Regions from separate parts of the Gossypium arboreum genome. Here region 2 is linked to region 1. A link is a contact called in public Hi-C data. All regions are on one chromosome and are shown on one strand. The core of a region is the stretch at or near the end of the contact, and the rest is flanking DNA. Distances in the headings are between cores, read along the strand shown.

What was found. Hi-C and Micro-C count contacts between places; a contact is called where the count stands out from the background.
Region 2: a contact with region 1 is called in a Hi-C map of leaf, with 2.4 times the contacts expected there. The contact joins the promoter of LOC108472801 here to the promoter of LOC108471968 in region 1. A contact is called at or near these places in 3 of 5 Hi-C or Micro-C datasets (all in leaf).

What each region holds. Positions count from the first base shown.
Region 1 is chr11:27,000,371-27,004,687 of ASM2569848v2, forward strand. LOC108471968 (zinc-finger homeodomain protein 6-like) reads right to left here and starts at 2,396. Exons shown (of 3, transcript XM_053022391.1): 1 at 2,248-2,396; 2 at 1,580-2,010; 3 at 1-1,390. The coding sequence starts at 1,150. The coding sequence ends at 173.
Region 2 is chr11:27,267,477-27,272,046 of ASM2569848v2, forward strand. LOC108472801 (GATA transcription factor 18-like) reads right to left here and starts at 1,991. Exons shown (of 3, transcript XM_053021086.1): 1 at 1,560-1,991.

The DNA of each region.
Region 1 (4,317 bases), core at 1,146-3,645:
TTTTGGTAAGCAAACCTTTCTTACAAATCAGGAAAATTAAGCAAATATAGTAAGAATGTATGTCCTCCTCCATCTCTTTTTTGTTATTCACATTTTTATATCCAAAAATTATTCTCTAAATCAAATGCATATATATATTCTGTATGAAATTGTTTTGTGTTTTACGAAGAACTTAGATGTCTCTTACATTTGTTCTCTTCATGGCTTGTTTATTGTTGTGCATCCAAACTTTGAGAACCTGTCTCTTTACTCCCACTTGATCGCAAAACTGTTGCACTTGTTCATCATCTTGTTTCTGGATTTTCCACCCCAATTTGTCAGCAAATTCCATCATCTTCTTTTTTTGTTCTTGGCTGAACTTGGTTCTGAATCTCTTCTTTGATGAATGAGGGTGTGAAGGTTGTTGCCCTCCTTCACTGAAATGGAACACATGGAGATCTTCGCTCGAGGACTCGGCCGGGCCGCCGCCACCAAAGCTCATCATCAGTGGTGCAACCGACATAGCAGGAGGACTGGCAGACAATCCAAGGGAGAATCTTTGATGGTGAAGAGGTGTTGCTCGTCGAGGAGGACGTACAGCGTTTCTCCTTGTGTTGTTGTTGTTGTTGGTATAATAATAGCTGCTCGGTGCATACTGTGATTCCCCGTTTATTTCTTTCCTGTGAAAACTCCTATGGCATTCACAGGCCGCACATTTCAACGCTTCCGGCGTGCCTTCTTCGCCGCTCGGCATGAATTCCCCGCAACCATCGACCACATGACCGCCCATACTGGCGGCGTGGTTCTTCAAACATTCTTTATACCTAATCAAAGGAGTGAAGCTGATGGTTGCCGACGTTGGACCAGCGACTGGTTGGGGCTCCGGTGTTGGCGGTGATCTGCTGTCTGCCGCAGCTGCTATCTCACCGGTGGTAGCTGTGGAAGCTGAAACTGGATCTGGGTCCGGATCTCTTCTGGGGTTAGGTACTGAAAGTGGATCATCTAGGGTTTGAGGTAGGTTGGGGTCACCACGAACCGTTCGATCTCTTCTTCTTTCTCCCGTAGCTGAATTTACAGGTGCTGAAGAATATGAGTCTTTGTTGAGTTGATTTTTGTAACTAAAAGAGCTTGGCATCCCCATTTCCTTATTATCTTGGCCTCTCAGTTCCATTAAAACCTTGATCTAAGCCTTCGATCTCAGTTTTTTATTATTAGGGAATTAATGAACTAGTAATCTATATGTTCTCAAACCCATCATCATGACCACATGCAATAATTTCATACCCTAATTCATCACCACTTCTTCACTTGATCAAAGAAATAATTAGTGGGAAAGACAAAATTATCCCTGACTTTGACGTTTTAGTGCTAAACCCACCAACTCGTTTCACTAAATCCCGATTTCCTGTTCCTGGAGACGAAACGCAAGTGCTTGAGCAGTGTAGAGACAAATGAAAAAATTTTGAAGTGACTAAAATAAATTTAATTATATATATAAACACCCGAGAAAAGTGATAAAAATAAAGTTTTGGAAGCTGAAACAGGAAAGGGGACTATGATATGGGGCCCCTTAGCTGAGACAAGTTTACAAAGAGCTTACCTTGATGAATTAAAACTTGATCACAGATGTTTTTTTCTGTAAGAATCCTCGAAACTCTATTTAAGACCAAACCAAGCAGGAAAGCGTTGTTTTAGCATAGATTAAGGAAGGTGAACTAAGGAGATGGTTGGTAGGAGAAGAGAGGGATAAAGAGAGATTTGTGAAGGGGTTTGTGTTTCCCATCACCCAATTGACCCCATAAAATCCATCAATCAAAGGAAACAGGTGGGTTTGGTTTGTACTCTCAAAAACCAGTGATGAGCATTAGAGGATGGTGGCACTAAGAGACATGGTACAACCGACAAGCCCTCTCCGAGCTTGCACACTGGTCCAGCTCCTAATTATTGCCTCGCCCAACACATTTCATTTTTGGCAACTGACATCTTCTAGTCTCTCCTCTCTGTCTGATATAATCCCCACTCTTTGTAACCCTAAACAAACCCCAAACAAGCAAGGCAAAGTAAGATTCTATGGAGGCAACATATATATATATATATATAGTATGTGTGTGTGTGTGTGTTGATAGAATTGAATTGAAAGGGTTGTTTGGTTGGCCACACTAAGACAGTTCCATGAGAAACAAAAGCTGATTACGGAATCTCTTAAAGAGATAATCAGCAAGGAAGAGGAGGAAAAAACAAAAAATAAAGAGGAGGAGAGGGGAGGACCCCTTTTATTATCTTTTGTGGGCTTGCAGGAATTAAAGTGAAGATATGGTGGTCCACAGCACTGAACTTGTCCTTTTATTGTGTCTCGGATTCGCTTTCTCTCTCTTTTTTCTCTCTTGAAGCATGGTTTGTTTCAGTCCAACTGCAGCAAAGTTTTTGGTTCTAAACCTATCTCGATTAAAAGGTTTAGGTAAATTACTCTGTTGGTAACTTAATTTTAATAAAAAAAATAAAAAGTTTGCAATATGAGTGTTGCTAGATATTTTATTATTTTAATTTTAATTTGATCTTATATAGTAACCAAATTTAGTAAATTTTATTTTATCACTTTTTTATTTTTCTGAGAACTAATTTTAGTTTTTTTTTCAATAGGAAAACTTATTTTCTTGTTTTTATTTTTCTTTATTTTTATTTTTAGAATTCATTTTATTTTTTTCTTAGAAAAAGGAAGCAAAAAACTTGAGATTTTACTTTAATTTTATAGTAAAAATCAATTTATCTTTTTATTTCTTCTTTTTAATAATTAATTTTAGCTTTTAATAAGAGAAAAATATCTAGGGCTTTAGAGAAAGTTATCTGGATTTCTAAAGGAAAAACTTAGATTTTTGGAGGAAATTTATTTTATCTAGTTAATTTCTTTTTCTTTTTTTAAGAATTTAGTTTTTCAATAAAAATGAAAACGTTATGGTTTACTACAAGAAAAGATTTGAGTTTTCATTTGAAATTGAGTTACAAGTGAAAATTTTAGATTTAATCTTAGCAACTAAATAACTCATTTCCCTAAAAAAACTCAAGGTTTTTTTAACAATTAAAAATTAATTCTAAAAATAAAATGAATGATCAAAATGAAAATTTATTAAAGTTGAGTGATTAAAATGAGCATATGTGATGACAAATTAACAACAGATAACAAAGATAGAGATAAAAATTAATCCCTGAAACCCGAAATAAAAACCCTCAAAATATAAACAAAAATTCTCTGAAAGCTTGTAAAAGCTAATACCTAAATGTATAATGTGTTATTTTTCTAGGGTGAAAAACGGGCCTATTTATAGGCTAAATTCGTAAGTTAAATAATATTAAAATAATTTACACTAATCACAGTTCGACTGAAACAAATAATCAGAGTTTAACCAGGAGAAGAAAATCGAGAAAATTGCATGACACGTCGCCACGTCGTGACATGGAATTCGCATCGTCAAGACGATGTGGTGTTGCGTCGTGACATCTGCAGCTCATCGGGACAAGGAGTTCCTCCTTATTGCAACGTCACTCTCTAATTGTGTCTTAATTTGACCGAAATGTGAGACATACTCCAAAAATCTTCACATTGACTCATATTTCCACAATGCCTTCTGTAACACCCCGTACCCGAGACCGTCGCCGGGGTCGGACACGAGGGGTTAACAGACTTCGTTCACTTAATTTCACCTTTCATAAAAAAAAATTTCCAGACAGCTGGCTAACTGTGTCACTGTCACCTTAAAAATCATATCTTGAGTTCTACAACTCAAAAATCAGTTTCGTGATTTTTCCCTGAAACTAGACTCATATATCCATCTACAAATTTTTTTTTCTAGAATTTTTGGTAGGGCCAATTAGTACAGTTTATTAGTTAAAGTCTCCCCTGTTACAGGGTGCGACTACACTGACCTTCATGCATTACGACCTGGATATCTCCCTGTACAGGGCTTCAATACTGATGCCGTTTGTTTCTATAGAATCTAGACTCAAAAAGGAATCTATACATATATGGCATGACTTCTAAATATCTCGGGTTAATTTATAATGAATTTCCAAAGTCGGAACAGGGAATACAGAAACCGTTCTGGCCCTGTTTCACGAAAACCTAAATATCTCTTAACATACAACTCATATAACCGTTTCATTTCTTCCATATGAAAGTAGATTCATCAAGGTTCATTTACATAATTTATTCACTATTTAATTCAATTCCTACTATTTTTAGTGAATTTTCACATCCACATCGCTGCTGCTGTCAGCATCTGCCTTTAAGGTAGACTTTACCTATTTCATAGTTTCCATGATTCAATTAGCCCTTTTTGCATA
Region 2 (4,570 bases), core at 741-3,240, 270 kb after region 1:
TATAGTTAAAATACTACTAGTATACTTGTACTCTTAAATATTAAGTAAAGAGAAAAAAGAAAAATAAGTCGGCCAGTCAGAGTCTGGGTCAGGGTGGAGGGGATAGTATAGAGAAATAACTAATAAGGCTCTACTATTTGCAAGTTGAGGACTAGGTGGTGCTGTGGGCAATGGAATTTATACTCCAAAACTGAAGGGGAAAAGGGAGGTGGGGGAGGGGGGGGCGCTCGTAACAAAGCAAAGCAATGGGTTGGTCATTGGGTAGTCAAAAGAGGGCCACGTGACTAGCGGGAACAGTCTTCCATGGATCTGCCTTCTCCGATCACGAGGCCCTATTACTCTCAAACCCAATACATCAAAACCTCTGTCCGTATCCGTATCTCTGCCCCCTCTCCTCTGTCATTGCCAGCCTCCCAAGGAAAATGGAACATTTCCACCCCTCCCCGCCCCCCCACGTCCCTTCTCTCTGCGGCGTTTTTCCCACGCTCCAGTCCCCACTGCCGAAGGGTATTATTCATTCCCAGGATTTTATACCTTTCCCTCGTGCTCTCAGTGTAATAAAAACACCATCGTTTTGATTATAGTTTGAAAGAAAAATTAGTGTCTGAAGTTTAAAATTGTTGTTTTCCGAGTTGGATAGAGAATAAAGACATATTTTGTAATTTCCCATAACCATTGATCACTTAGTAATACTTGTTTATTTAAAATTTTTGTTGGTTTGTGATATCTGAAAGGTTTTAACTTTAACTATGTCTTCAATGATCAGGTATACAGGAAGGAGTTAGTGATCGTCACGCACTGGTTTTGGCAGTGGGGGAAGGATAAATTAAGTTGATAAATTTATTTATAAGTGTATTCAGCAGAGCTATGAACACTGCTATTATAACAACGGCGTCTCCGTTAGTTGTTATAGTCATAGGCAAGTCCAATCCATTCGCCCCTTCCAAAAGAAAAAGATAATCAAGTTTTCAAGGTTACTATGATAAGAACCAAGCCGTACCCTGGAATCACGTGAACCTCTCTCAAAAAACCAAAGCCAATATCGTCATGATAATCATCTCTTCATGTTCCGTATCTAAAACCCATCACCACCACCCCGAAAAAGCCTTTTGGTTTCTAGTATTTTGTCTTAGCAAATAGTAAAATCCCCAACACTGGAAACAAGGCTAAAGGGGAAATGAAATGAAATAAATTAAATTAAAAATAAAGGTATCAAAATGAGATACTCTGCAATCATCAAAGCAACAAACATCTCTGTTTCTACTTAGCTTACCAAGAGAGAAAGAAAAGAAAGATGTTTGAGTCAAAGATGGGAAATCACAAAAAGAAAAAGGTCAAAAAATTTGAGAAATTAAGAAACAAAAAAAAAAAAAGGGAACACTCAGAAATGACCCCACATCATCATGGCTAAACCCCAAACCAAAATAAAAAACCCAAAATAATATTCAATTGATCTCATGAAGAATATGATGGAAAGATTCAAAAAGATATGAAGAGAGAGAGAAGGAGAGGAAAAAAAAAAAGAATCAGATCGTCTAGAGATTGGTGAGGGGCCTTACTTAGTTCGACAAACGGGACGACCACCGCTTTCCAAAAGATGCTCTTCTCACCGCTTTGTAAACCACGAAAACACACACAAAAAAAACCCTGTGAGTAGCCTGAGATAGTGTCGCCATTTCCAATCATCATTTTCCGCCACGCGACCCACAAATGATCGATGCGAGCGTGGAGAACACGCCGAGGAGAGGAGAGTGGGGGAGGAGCTCAAATGCCCATAAAATTCGAGGAGATCTTTTTTAATGGGAAACTCTGGGATTTGCTTAATCATCTCAAACCCACAAAACCCATCGAAGATGATTTAATGTTTTGGATGGCATTTTTATTTTTTTCATGCTCCCGAATTTAATCATGATGCTATGTGACTCGCTGGGGTGGGGTCCACTAATTTTAGGGCTTAGGATAGTTTTTATGGTTTTTCCAAGGGAAATCAAAGCAGATCGTCTCAGGGTTTTTATCAATTCTCAAGGTGCCACGAGGGTATCGTGAGGGTGTAGATTTTGTTTTATTTTATTTTTAAAAATGTAAAAAATTGTAGAGTTGGGTTGGGTTGGGTTTTGCATGCCATGCATGGCATGCAAAAATGTGATAAACAAAGGAAAGACCCTTGCAACAGGCTTTTAAATAATGAGAGACCGCATTAATTTAACATTCCTCAAAAGCAACGAGAATACAACTGGAATGTTTCTTGGGAGATTGAGTTTTTTTTTTTTTTTTTAAATGAAGGATGGGAAAAGAAAAAGGTAAGTTGAGAAAAGGAGTGTTTGTTTGAAGAAGAAGAAGAAGAAAAAAACAAAGGATCCGACGACCCAACGGACCAACATTTAGAAAAAGGAGTGCTTGTTTGAAAAACAAATATATTAAGCCGTCCTATGAAAGATAAGTTGTTGTCAGTATCAATGGGCATCTAATCTAAGGGTCACTGTAACCTCTAATTGTCGCCTCCAAGGAAGTCTAATCACTATCTTCCTAAGCCTTACGTTCAAATTTTGCACCTTTTTCTTTTCTTTCTTTGGTTTTACGAGTTTATCCCAAGGATTAAACTCCTTGCACTTGTGCTTATCTGAATTTCATTTATTTAGATATACCAACTTATACATGGTTACATCAAATATAAATCCTAAAACCAAACCCAAAATAATTAATTAAAAAAAAAAAGATGGTTAGAAAAAGAAATGGATGAATGCCTTAGAAGGGTTAGGTATCATTGGACTGGATCTAGTCTTCCTTGACTGTCATCTGTATGCATGTCCTTTACGTAAACCCTTCCTTTTTTTATTTTTCCCTTCTTTAAATACTTTGAATCTCTATCTATAACCCTTTTTTCCCTGCAACAAAACACAAATTTCCAAACCCAAACATTTATATTTTAAATGCTTTAAGCTTACGATATGGACACTCTTTTCTTCTTTTTTTTCATCCGCCATTTTCTTTTATGATACTAAAATATTGAATCATAACGTTGAATCAACAGTAAGTTTTTTTCTTTTTGTGGCAGTAAATTCCATTCAGTTGTACCCTATAAAGATCCTATATATTGAATATAATTTGTTGACTGGTCTTTTCCAATATCTTGTCTGCTGCATCTTTATTCCTTCTGGCGAAGGAAAAAAGGTTGATGATCTGATGGCAGAAAGCTTTGCGATTTTAAGTTGTTTATATTGCACCTTCTACCTTACCTATTGTCCTATTGGTTTTTAGCAATGTAAAGCGTGAAAAACGTCAGCCTTTATATATATATATAAGACGTATTAGGAGATTATTTTTCATTTTTCACGAAAAATGACAATTGATCATCATTCAGATTCCAGTTTTGAATTTACGGAAAAACTGCACTTCTTCTTCTAAGTATCTGTTGGAAGATACACTTACTTTAACTAATATTTATATATATATATATATATATCAACTATGAAATTATATAAATCTATGCATATGAAATACAATTTTTAAGAGTTAATGAAATTTAATGTATTATTAACAAAAGCACATGCTGATACATGAATTTCAAATTTGTGCAATTATACACATCAATTTTTTATTTTAGTTCAAATGTATACATAAATTATTTATTTTGATTCAATTATATACATTATAAAAATAAATACATTTAACTTAGTTTTATATTAGATAAATATAATTATTTGTGTATGTAATATGTAACATGAAATAATATTATATCAATAATGATGTTAGTTGTTTATAAAAATCGAATCAAATCAAAATGTAATATATAAAATTACACATTAAACCAAAATTAATGAGATTATAAACTATTAATACTAATTTTTAAATATATAAAAATAAAATAATTAACACAAACTCATATCCAATCCTCTGAATTAAGTAGTTGAATAGGGTAAAGCAAAAGAGTGAAGTTCGGTATTGGAAACCAATCTTAGCCATTGGAAATGAAATTATGTCGATATCGGAAAACCCACAAAGTTGAGGATCTCATTTTCAACTGATAATGATCAAAAATCAAAAGACAATATGAAGAAAGTTGTAATTTTGTCAGAAAAAGAGAAGTCCTATTATGAATCAGAAGAGTGGAGCTTTGGGAATCAGTCAGAGGTAGGTGTAGATATATATATATTTGCTGGTGCTGGCAACAGTATTGTTCTGGTCTTTTTGACGCTTAAGAAACTTTGTCAATTAGAACTTACTTGACTATTCTTCTTTGTCAAAAGAATAATTATTATCAATATATATAAATAAAAGGAGTAAGAGTTTAATGGAAGCTGATGAAGTGAACAGCTAGTTCATAAATCATGAGATTCCAGATCTGTGCCTAGGATAGCTAAATTAGGAGCTTCCTCAAAAGCTTAATATTTTCCCTGCTCGTTATAGCCATCCTTTATCGTACACATAATGATATAATCAAGAATCATTCTATACAAATCTCAACAAATTTGTAGTAAATTTATGGAAAAAGGAAAAACAAGTACATACTAAGTTTTGATTACTATTATTTTATCTCTTAAAATAGATAAATAAAATCAACTACACTTTC